3 separate regions of the Hordeum vulgare genome follow, and regions 2 and 3 are each linked to region 1. Evidence: chromatin contacts called from public Hi-C data. All regions are on one chromosome and are shown on one strand. Each heading gives the region's core, a stretch centred on a gene start, on an enhancer-like site or on the middle of the called end of the contact. The rest is flanking DNA. Distances are from core to core; before and after follow the strand shown.

The links. A called contact is a pair of places that touch in the nucleus more often than the background predicts.
Region 2: a contact with region 1 is called in a Hi-C map of leaf, with 8 times the contacts expected there. The contact joins two enhancer-like sites. A contact is called at or near these places in 4 of 6 Hi-C or Micro-C datasets (leaf, seedling and an unstated tissue).
Region 3: a contact with region 1 is called in a Hi-C map of leaf, with 4 times the contacts expected there. The contact joins two enhancer-like sites. A contact is called at or near these places in 2 of 6 Hi-C or Micro-C datasets (leaf and seedling).

Annotation. Positions count from the first base shown.
Region 1 is chr5H:407,670,725-407,673,424 of MorexV3_pseudomolecules_assembly, forward strand. No RefSeq gene overlaps it. Among protein-coding and RNA genes, the nearest start is that of LOC123399049, 63 kb to the left of the region's middle. Within about 2 kb of position 1,422, at least 3 of the 3 cell types and tissues checked have open chromatin away from gene starts, as enhancers often do. A contact at or near this core is called in leaf and seedling, where this site is marked.
Region 2 is chr5H:408,336,943-408,339,642 of MorexV3_pseudomolecules_assembly, forward strand. No RefSeq gene overlaps it. Among protein-coding and RNA genes, the nearest start is that of LOC123396787, 98 kb to the right of the region's middle. Within about 2 kb of position 1,404, at least 3 of the 3 cell types and tissues checked have open chromatin away from gene starts, as enhancers often do. A contact at or near this core is called in leaf and seedling, where this site is marked.
Region 3 is chr5H:408,548,503-408,551,336 of MorexV3_pseudomolecules_assembly, forward strand. No RefSeq gene overlaps it. Among protein-coding and RNA genes, the nearest start is that of LOC123397934, 93 kb to the right of the region's middle. Within about 2 kb of position 1,454, at least 3 of the 3 cell types and tissues checked have open chromatin away from gene starts, as enhancers often do. A contact at or near this core is called in leaf and seedling, where this site is marked.

The DNA of each region.
Region 1 (2,700 bases), core at 172-2,671:
ATTTTGCAACAACCTACCGTGATTTCCGTAAAAGACTGAATTATTTTCACCGACTTTTGTCGGGGCATATTAATTGAAAAATATGAGAGACCTTCTCCTTTCCTAAATGATAATGCCCCCACGTGTGGCACGATGCAGCATGGTACATACGTCTTTATAACCATCCATCTTGTCACATCAAACATATGACATCATCATAATCTTTTTAGTTATTCACCATGACAAATTGAGTTTATAGTATTTTCACCATGATAATTCTAATATTTCGAAAATGAATTTTTTTTGAATGAACCATGACAAATTTTAGTACATGTATCATGGCAAATTTAAGTACTTACTATGGCAATTTTAGTTTATGGTTCGTGATAAATTTGAGCCATTGACCATGCATGACATATTTTTGTTTTAGTAATTAACCATGTCAAAATTATTTCATGGATCATGGCAATTTTTTGTAGTTCATCATGATAAGTTTAGTTTCTTAATTCCTTTTTTTTTATAACATATCAATATTTTACTTTAAACATAAAAGAAAAGGTAGTTGAAATATATCATAGCAACTTCAATGTAATCATGATGGTAATTTATATGCAGTAGACATGATAACTTTTAATCATAAAGAAAGTTGTCGAGACATATCGATATGAGATCTAGTTTCGCGATGGGAATGGTCTTTCAATAAAAAATATATTTAAGAGATAAAATATTTTAAAAATAAAAAAAGAAAGATTCTTACGAACATCATCAGTTTCCTCACTTATGCATGTACAGTGACATGGCTCAATCTGCCCTCATAGGGTGTTCCTTCCACCACTTGTGTGGTCGGGTGTTGCTTTCACCATACCTATAATGGATATCCACATCCTTTGCTTTTTCTTCTATTTTCTATTCCATCACTCTACAGAATACAATCAAGTGAACTCCTGTCCAAATAAGTGATGAGATGTGAGCACAGACCAAAATACATAGATACAAGAGGCTATAGGAAGCAAAGACTAGAGCCGGTGACGGGAGCACCATCATGGCCATGAGAAGGAATTACGATGGGGCCTAAGACTTGAAAGCGACAGGTGCGTGCAAAGTCCCGCGGACGCATGCAACGGATCGATCCAACGGTGGTCTACCCGGCTGATGTTTGGCTCAAATCAGCCGGCTGATCCCTAACACGCACCTAAAACTGTTAAACTTGACTAGTCCAAAGAAGCAGAGGAAGAGGAATCTCGGCCCTCTTGTCAATTTTCGAGTTTCGATCCTGGCTTCCGGCTGCGTATTTTCACCCTCCTTGCTGATCACATGATTTCCTCAAAAGAAAATAATAATAATGATCACATGGACATGCCGTGGCTTGAAGCGGCAGCTACATGACTGCGTGGGCGAGTGCGTGTGTGCTTGGAACGAGGGAAGAAAAGATTCCATGGGATATAGACATGGCACGCCGAGGCAAAACACGGGTTACATACAGGCCACGGTTACAACGGAGGAATGATCGATCGACATAGGAATCGATCTGATTGGCACGACACCTGCGCGTCCTGTACGAACCCCAGCCGCCCGTCAGGATGGAGCTGGACGGGACCATCTCGGCACGTCCGTCGGCAATCTGTGCTCCACGACTATAACACGTCTCGACGACGTGCGCCGCAGCTCGCCGTGGTTGGGTGTGAGATGAGAGCCGGAGAAGAGAAGAAAGACGTCTCGTCAACAGCAGGGCAGGGCAGGGCTTGCATGCAGTCGCAAGCGTGAAGGAACGAAAAGGCGTCTGTTGGTTCGTTTGTTTACGGAGGAGGGAGGGAGGGAGGCGGCCCGCGTGCTGCCGTCTCGTCCGAGATAAGCCGCACTCACAGTCACCGGAGCCGTCTCTCTCGCCGCAAGTGAAAACAAAAGGGCGCTCGCGTCTCCACACGAGCACATCGCACTTGCCCCCATCCGTCTCCCTCACCTTTCTAGGGATTTCAGTACCGTGCGTGCACTGCGAACAAACATTGTGTGCGTCGGCCCAATGGCACGCACATGCGCTCCATACTGCTCGTGTTCATGCCACATCCAGCGTACCGGTGCAATGAACAATCACCACGCACGACCAGGACCAGAAACGGAAGAAACTTTTCGCGCTAGATTAGTAGTAAATCGTATCAACTCCTTTGCCGACATGCTAGCATACAAATCAGCACCAGTTGGAAACAAGATAGATGGTGCAGTTCTGTCGCCTGCCGGTTATATTCTCTTTTTCTTTTGCTTGCATATTACAGTGTAACTAAAGTACTCACCGTCTAGCAATGACAAAACTAAACCAGGAAGCCACTAGTAAAACAGCGATTATTTCAATGTAGAATCAGCACTGACCCATCCCGGGGGGAGAAGCTACAAAGCAGCAACCCCTCTTGTAATTTGTACGTATGTGCTGATAATATTGGGATTAAACCCGCTGTCCGTGCACGGCTGTTGTACATGTCCGAGTAGAATAGGATTACTATACCGAGTAGGATTGATCCTTTAGGCTCGTACACATATATAAGTGCAACCCCTGTAATCGTTACAATATCAGATCAAGAAAGATCAAAGCAAAGTCTCCCGATCAGTTTATGCCGTCAACGTTCGATCGCTTTACCTGAGTTCCGCCGTATCGATCCTGTTGGCTAGTGCAAGCTGAGCCAGCAAGGCTAGGCACGTCCCAAGAATATCCATCCACCTGCTAGCTAG
Region 2 (2,700 bases), core at 154-2,653, 670 kb after region 1:
TCGAAAAAATCAATTCAATGACCTTTTTTCAGATTCCACAAAATTTGTACTCAAATTTAAGATTTTTTTTCCAAACACGATGAACTTTTTACAGATCCAATGAAGTTTAATAAAAATTATTTGAACTTTTTTCAATATTGACGAATATTACTATCAAATATATGAAACTTTTTTCTAAATTGATGAATTATTTTTCAAACTTGATGAACTTTTTTGTTAAAGTCATTTAACCTTTTTCCAAAATTGATAGATTCTTTTATTTTCAAAATTAATGACCTTTTTTTCGTAATATGTGAACTTTTTCAAATTTGATTAACTTTTTCCAAATTCTTGAAGTAATTTTCAATATCCATGAACATTTTAAAAAATTGTGAACGTTTTGTTTAGACCATGGTGAAAATTTTCAAATTCGTGAAATTTCTTTTCAAATTTATAAGACATTTTTTGCTTTTATGAACTTTTTGTGTTCAGTTTTTTTTTTATAGAAAATTCAACTCTGAAACTGAGCCGGCCCAATTGGCAGGGTGCATGGGCACCGGCTACGAGCTCCCCACTTGTGGGCGCTATAGGCGTCGCGAGGCATCCTATTTGTAGTGCCCACTTGTGGTCGGCCGCGGGTGACCTTACATGCAGTCCCTCGCACGCTAGGCGTTCGTATGATCCAGCCCATTTTTCGGGTATTTTCCTTTTTCCTTTTTGTGTTTTTTCTTCATCCATCTCGTTCCTCTTTTTTCTTATTTACTTTGTTTTTATAAAAACGATTTTCCTTTCCAAATTTGCAAACATTGTTGTTCTCATCAAATTAAAAAATGGTCATCAATGTAAAAACAATGTTCAACAATTTAGAAAATTGATCTAAGTTATTTTTTGTTCATCAGATTGAACAAATGTTCATCAAAATATAAAATCTTGTTCATTGAGTTAAAAAATGTTCACAAACCCGGAATTGGTTGATTTATTTCAACGTTCTTTACCAAATTCAAAAAAAATTCACTGAATTCAAAAAACTTCTTCTAGTTTTTAAACAAATATTCTTGAATACAAATTTTACTTATAAATTCCAAGAATGTTTATCAAACTCAAAAAAGAATCATTAAATACAAAACAATGTTCATCATTATTAAAAAATGATCATAAAATTAATTTTCTAAATAATACTTTGTTCATTAAAATAAAAAAATGTTCACCCCTTTTCAAATAGTGAACTTCTTAAAATTCAAGAACATTTTTTGACAATTTACATTTTTCGAAATTTTATAACATTTTTGTAATCCAGATTATTTTTAAGATTGAATAAAATAAAAACAGGAAATCAAAAAAGGGAAAGTAAAGATGGAAAAAAAATAAGGGACCGTCTAGGCCCGCAAATGGGCCGGCCAAACTAACACGCCACGGGATGGGAGGGTGCGCATTCGCAATGACTCATGTCGACCATACCATATAAGTCCGAGGTGTCGCTACGCCTCAAGTGCCAGATCCGTTTTGTAGTAAAGATGATGTTTCTTAAATTTTACGGGCCAGGCCACACTCTACCTCGACGGCTTGAAAACTGTATGTTTCCCTAGTAAGTTGTAGGTGGGCAAGTCTATGTCTTGTATGTCATGATATGGAAGTCAAGCTCGCACCGGTAGTGAGCTGGCCTAGTAACCATGTGTTTTCATCATGCTGATGTTACACATATTTGTGTTCCATTTTAAATTATGAAAAATACTAAATACACATGTGATGGGTTAATCACATGTTTTAAACATAACATTTAGTTCAAAAAAAGTTTAGGTTTTAGAAAATGTTTGTACCATTTAAGAGAAATGTATATAACATTTAAAAAATATTCGCAAGTTTCAAAATTTTACATAACATTCGACAAAACCTTTATACAATATAAAAATTGTTAATATAATTCAATATAAACTTCTCATATCACTAAAAAACACTCAGTACATTTATATATAAATTCCTGCATTTCAATATAAGTTACACAAGTATTTCAAAATATTTATAAAAGTTTCAATTAATGTATTAAAAAAATTGTAACATTCAAAAGTTGGTTTCAACGTCTCTTAAAAAATATTTAACATGTATTCTATGTTCAGATGGGATGCTTCATCAACATCAACTTTAATTCAACATGGTCCATGGAGGATCGACCATGAAGGTCGATGGCTCAACATCGACATAGCATGTGTGTGACGTGCCGAATTTTCTACGCAACATACCCATTTCATTGTTGCCACCTTCTCGGGCATCATTTTGATGATTCCTCGAGACGGATTGTGCCAAATTAAGTCGACAACAACCCTGTAAAATTTCAGTTTGATCCAATATGCGAGTCTTCGACAATATCTGTGATACTAATGCCCTAACGAACCTGGACAGAAAATCCACACAAGCTTGGAAGAACGTGTCAGCGGCCAACTCCGACATCCTTTGTAAGATCCAACTGTTGTTCCCATGCAGATTGGTATTTTTAATAACCCTTGAAAAATTTGGAATGGTCTGACCATTCAAACTCGAGGACGAGCCCAAAGAGTGCACTAAGGTCAATTAGCTCACGGTTGTCACCAAAAAAATGGCCGCCCCTACCGGAGGCCCTGCCACCTTTTGCCCATACGACGTTGTGTAGAACAAAGACGCATAGTCCGTCGTCCCGGTGGTTTGCTCTACATCAAGAAACTAGAGGTAGCTGCTACTTGTGATGGT
Region 3 (2,834 bases), core at 204-2,703, 880 kb after region 1:
TAATTTGCAAATATACATGAAGTAGATTTTATTAATACATGTTTTAAACACCATTCCCAAATAATGTTGTACATTCCTTAATGTACATAATCATTTTTTTAAGTTGTATAATCATTTAAAAAATTTCAAAGACATTTTATGGAAACTCACGTATATCTCTTGAATGTCACGATACAACTTAATGGAATACAGTTTTTATTCACAATTAAGGGCAATTATGCCAATTGATTTATTTTACATTTGTATATAACATTTTTGCAATGTTAGGAACAGTTTTTCGAAATGCAGAAATATTTTATCAAATGTGACATAGATTTTTGTAATGGCACGAATTGTTTTTTACCATTACGAAAACAATTTCGTACACGGGATTAAAAAAGTTAGACGCATGATTAACATTTTTCTACTTTTGTTTTCACATTTCAAATTTTTGATATACACAAAAACCTTTGTTGTTTACAAGTTTAAAATTTTCCAAATGGAAGATTACCCTTTTATAAAATTTTATGTAAAAACAAATTGTATTCAATATATTATATATATTTCAAATGTTTCTAAATGTAAAAAAAATAAAACAAATTAAAGAATACAAAGAGAAATTAAAAATTTGAATAAAAGACGCAAGAAAAATAGTGCAAGTTGACGCCGTAGCTATTGCGCCGGACTAATACCTGCTGTCGCAGGCAAGTCGCCATAAGACTTGCAGAGGGCCTGCGTTACGGAATTTCCTATTCGCACTCACGGCAGCAAATAGTAGTCGCTTCGCACAGGAGTGCGAGCGAGCGACTGGGTTTGGCTCGGCCCGTTCACACTTTCACCGATTCCGGTTTTGGGAACCTTAAGTTTTCCACTTGGTTTTTCCGGTTTTCGGAAACTTCTAGAATGTTCCCGAACCTGTTTTTCTTTTCATTTTTCTGTTTTTTCATTTCTGTTTTTTTTTGTTTTCTATTTCTGTTTCAAAATTGTTCTGAATTTTCAAAAAAAGTTCTTGAATTCGCAAAAATGTTCCAGAATTTAAAAAAATGTTCCGGATGTTGAAAAAATGTTTAAGATTTTGAAAAAATGTTCCGGATTTTGTAAAACTTTTCTGGAATTTGAAAAGATATTCCGGAATTTGAAACAATGTTCAGGAATTTGAAAAAATGTTCAAGATTTTGAAAGAATGTTTCGGGATTTGTAAAAATGTTCCAGATTTTGTAAAAATGTTCCGGAATTTAAAACTGTATATGATTTTGAAAAAATATTCTGGAATTTGAAAAAATGTACCGACTATAAAAAAATTATTCAAATTTGAAAACTGATTTTTGCTTTTATAAAAATGTTCTAAATTTTGAAAAAATATTCTAGAGTTTCAAAAAAAATAGAAAAGGAAAATAACTACAGTTGTTGTGCACCTACTGGGCCGGCCCATTCGTGAGTGATCCTGTGCGAAGCCCCGACTGGTTGCCGCACTGAAAGGTGAATAGGAGGTCCCCTGTGTTACGTCGTATCGGTTACAGCAAGCCAGAGTTAGACCTCGCACATGGGAGTTCCTTTTGTGAGCCGGCGCACAACACCACGTAGAATGTATAGTATTCCCAGATTTTTTGTAGCCATTGTTACGTAATTTGTTTGTACTAAAAACATTGTTACGGAGAATGTTTGTTTCTTGCGTTGCCTATTATTTTTAGTTTACTAGCAAAACGGTTTGTGCGCTCCAATGGGAAAACACATAATCTTAAATGGTCATGACCATATATTGCTGCATCAGCGAAATACACTATCACACTCATTTTTGGGAAATATTCAAAAAAATTGAAAAAGCATGACCTTTTTTAAAGGTTCTGAACATATTTGAAATGATGAACATTTTTAAATTTTGTGAACATTTACTAAAGTCAGGAAAAGAATTGCCTTCATAATCATTTTAGATTATTTGCAAATATATTTTCTTTAAATGTGAATAGTATTCGACTATTTTTCTTGAATCTGCGAACTTGTCTAGAGTCGACGAACATTATTTTCCCAAATTGGTAGAAACAAATTCGGAATTTATGTTGTTTTAATTGCATGATCTTTTTGAATCATCAGACATTTTATGAATCAATTAGATAAATTTCATTTACGAAGCGTTTCTAAAGTTTTAGGAATTTATTTAATCCATGAACATTTTGTGAATTGGCAAAATTTCTTTCATTTTATTAAATATAATACTTGAAATTTTTAAAAAATTATGAACGTTTTTTTTGCCCTAACATTTTTTTGAACATTTCTTAAATCTGCTTCCTTCGCTGCTAGGTTGATTCTACTTAACTCCACCCTTGTTGGGATCCCCTCGTACTTTATGTCTATGTTCTTTCTTAACAAGACTTTTGTTGAGAAGATGAATGATACGTCCATTATGCATCTTGTATTCTTATCTATATCTATGACATTGTTGTTGATTATTCCTTATTATTATATAATTCTTATGCCGTTTATCCCTGAATATGCAAGGTACACCACAAAGAGGGAAATTACTAGAAACTAGAAGTTTGGACCCGAAAACCAAGAAAAAGGGTGAAAAATCACTAGACTTCAAATGACCCAAAATTTCACGGAGATTTTTTATGAAATATATAAGAATAGTTGTGCCAAAAATATACCAGAGGGGGCTACCTATGGACCATGAGCCAACATGGTGCACCCACCCCCTGGGCACGTCATGTTCCCTCGTGGTCCACCAAGAGGTCTCCTCACCTCCCCTCCCTCCTATATGGTGTGTTTTTGTTGGGTTACGTAGCATAAATTTAAAATTTTCCTACGCATATTCAGATCTTCCTATGGCGAGACCAGCAACGAGAGAGGGGTAAGAG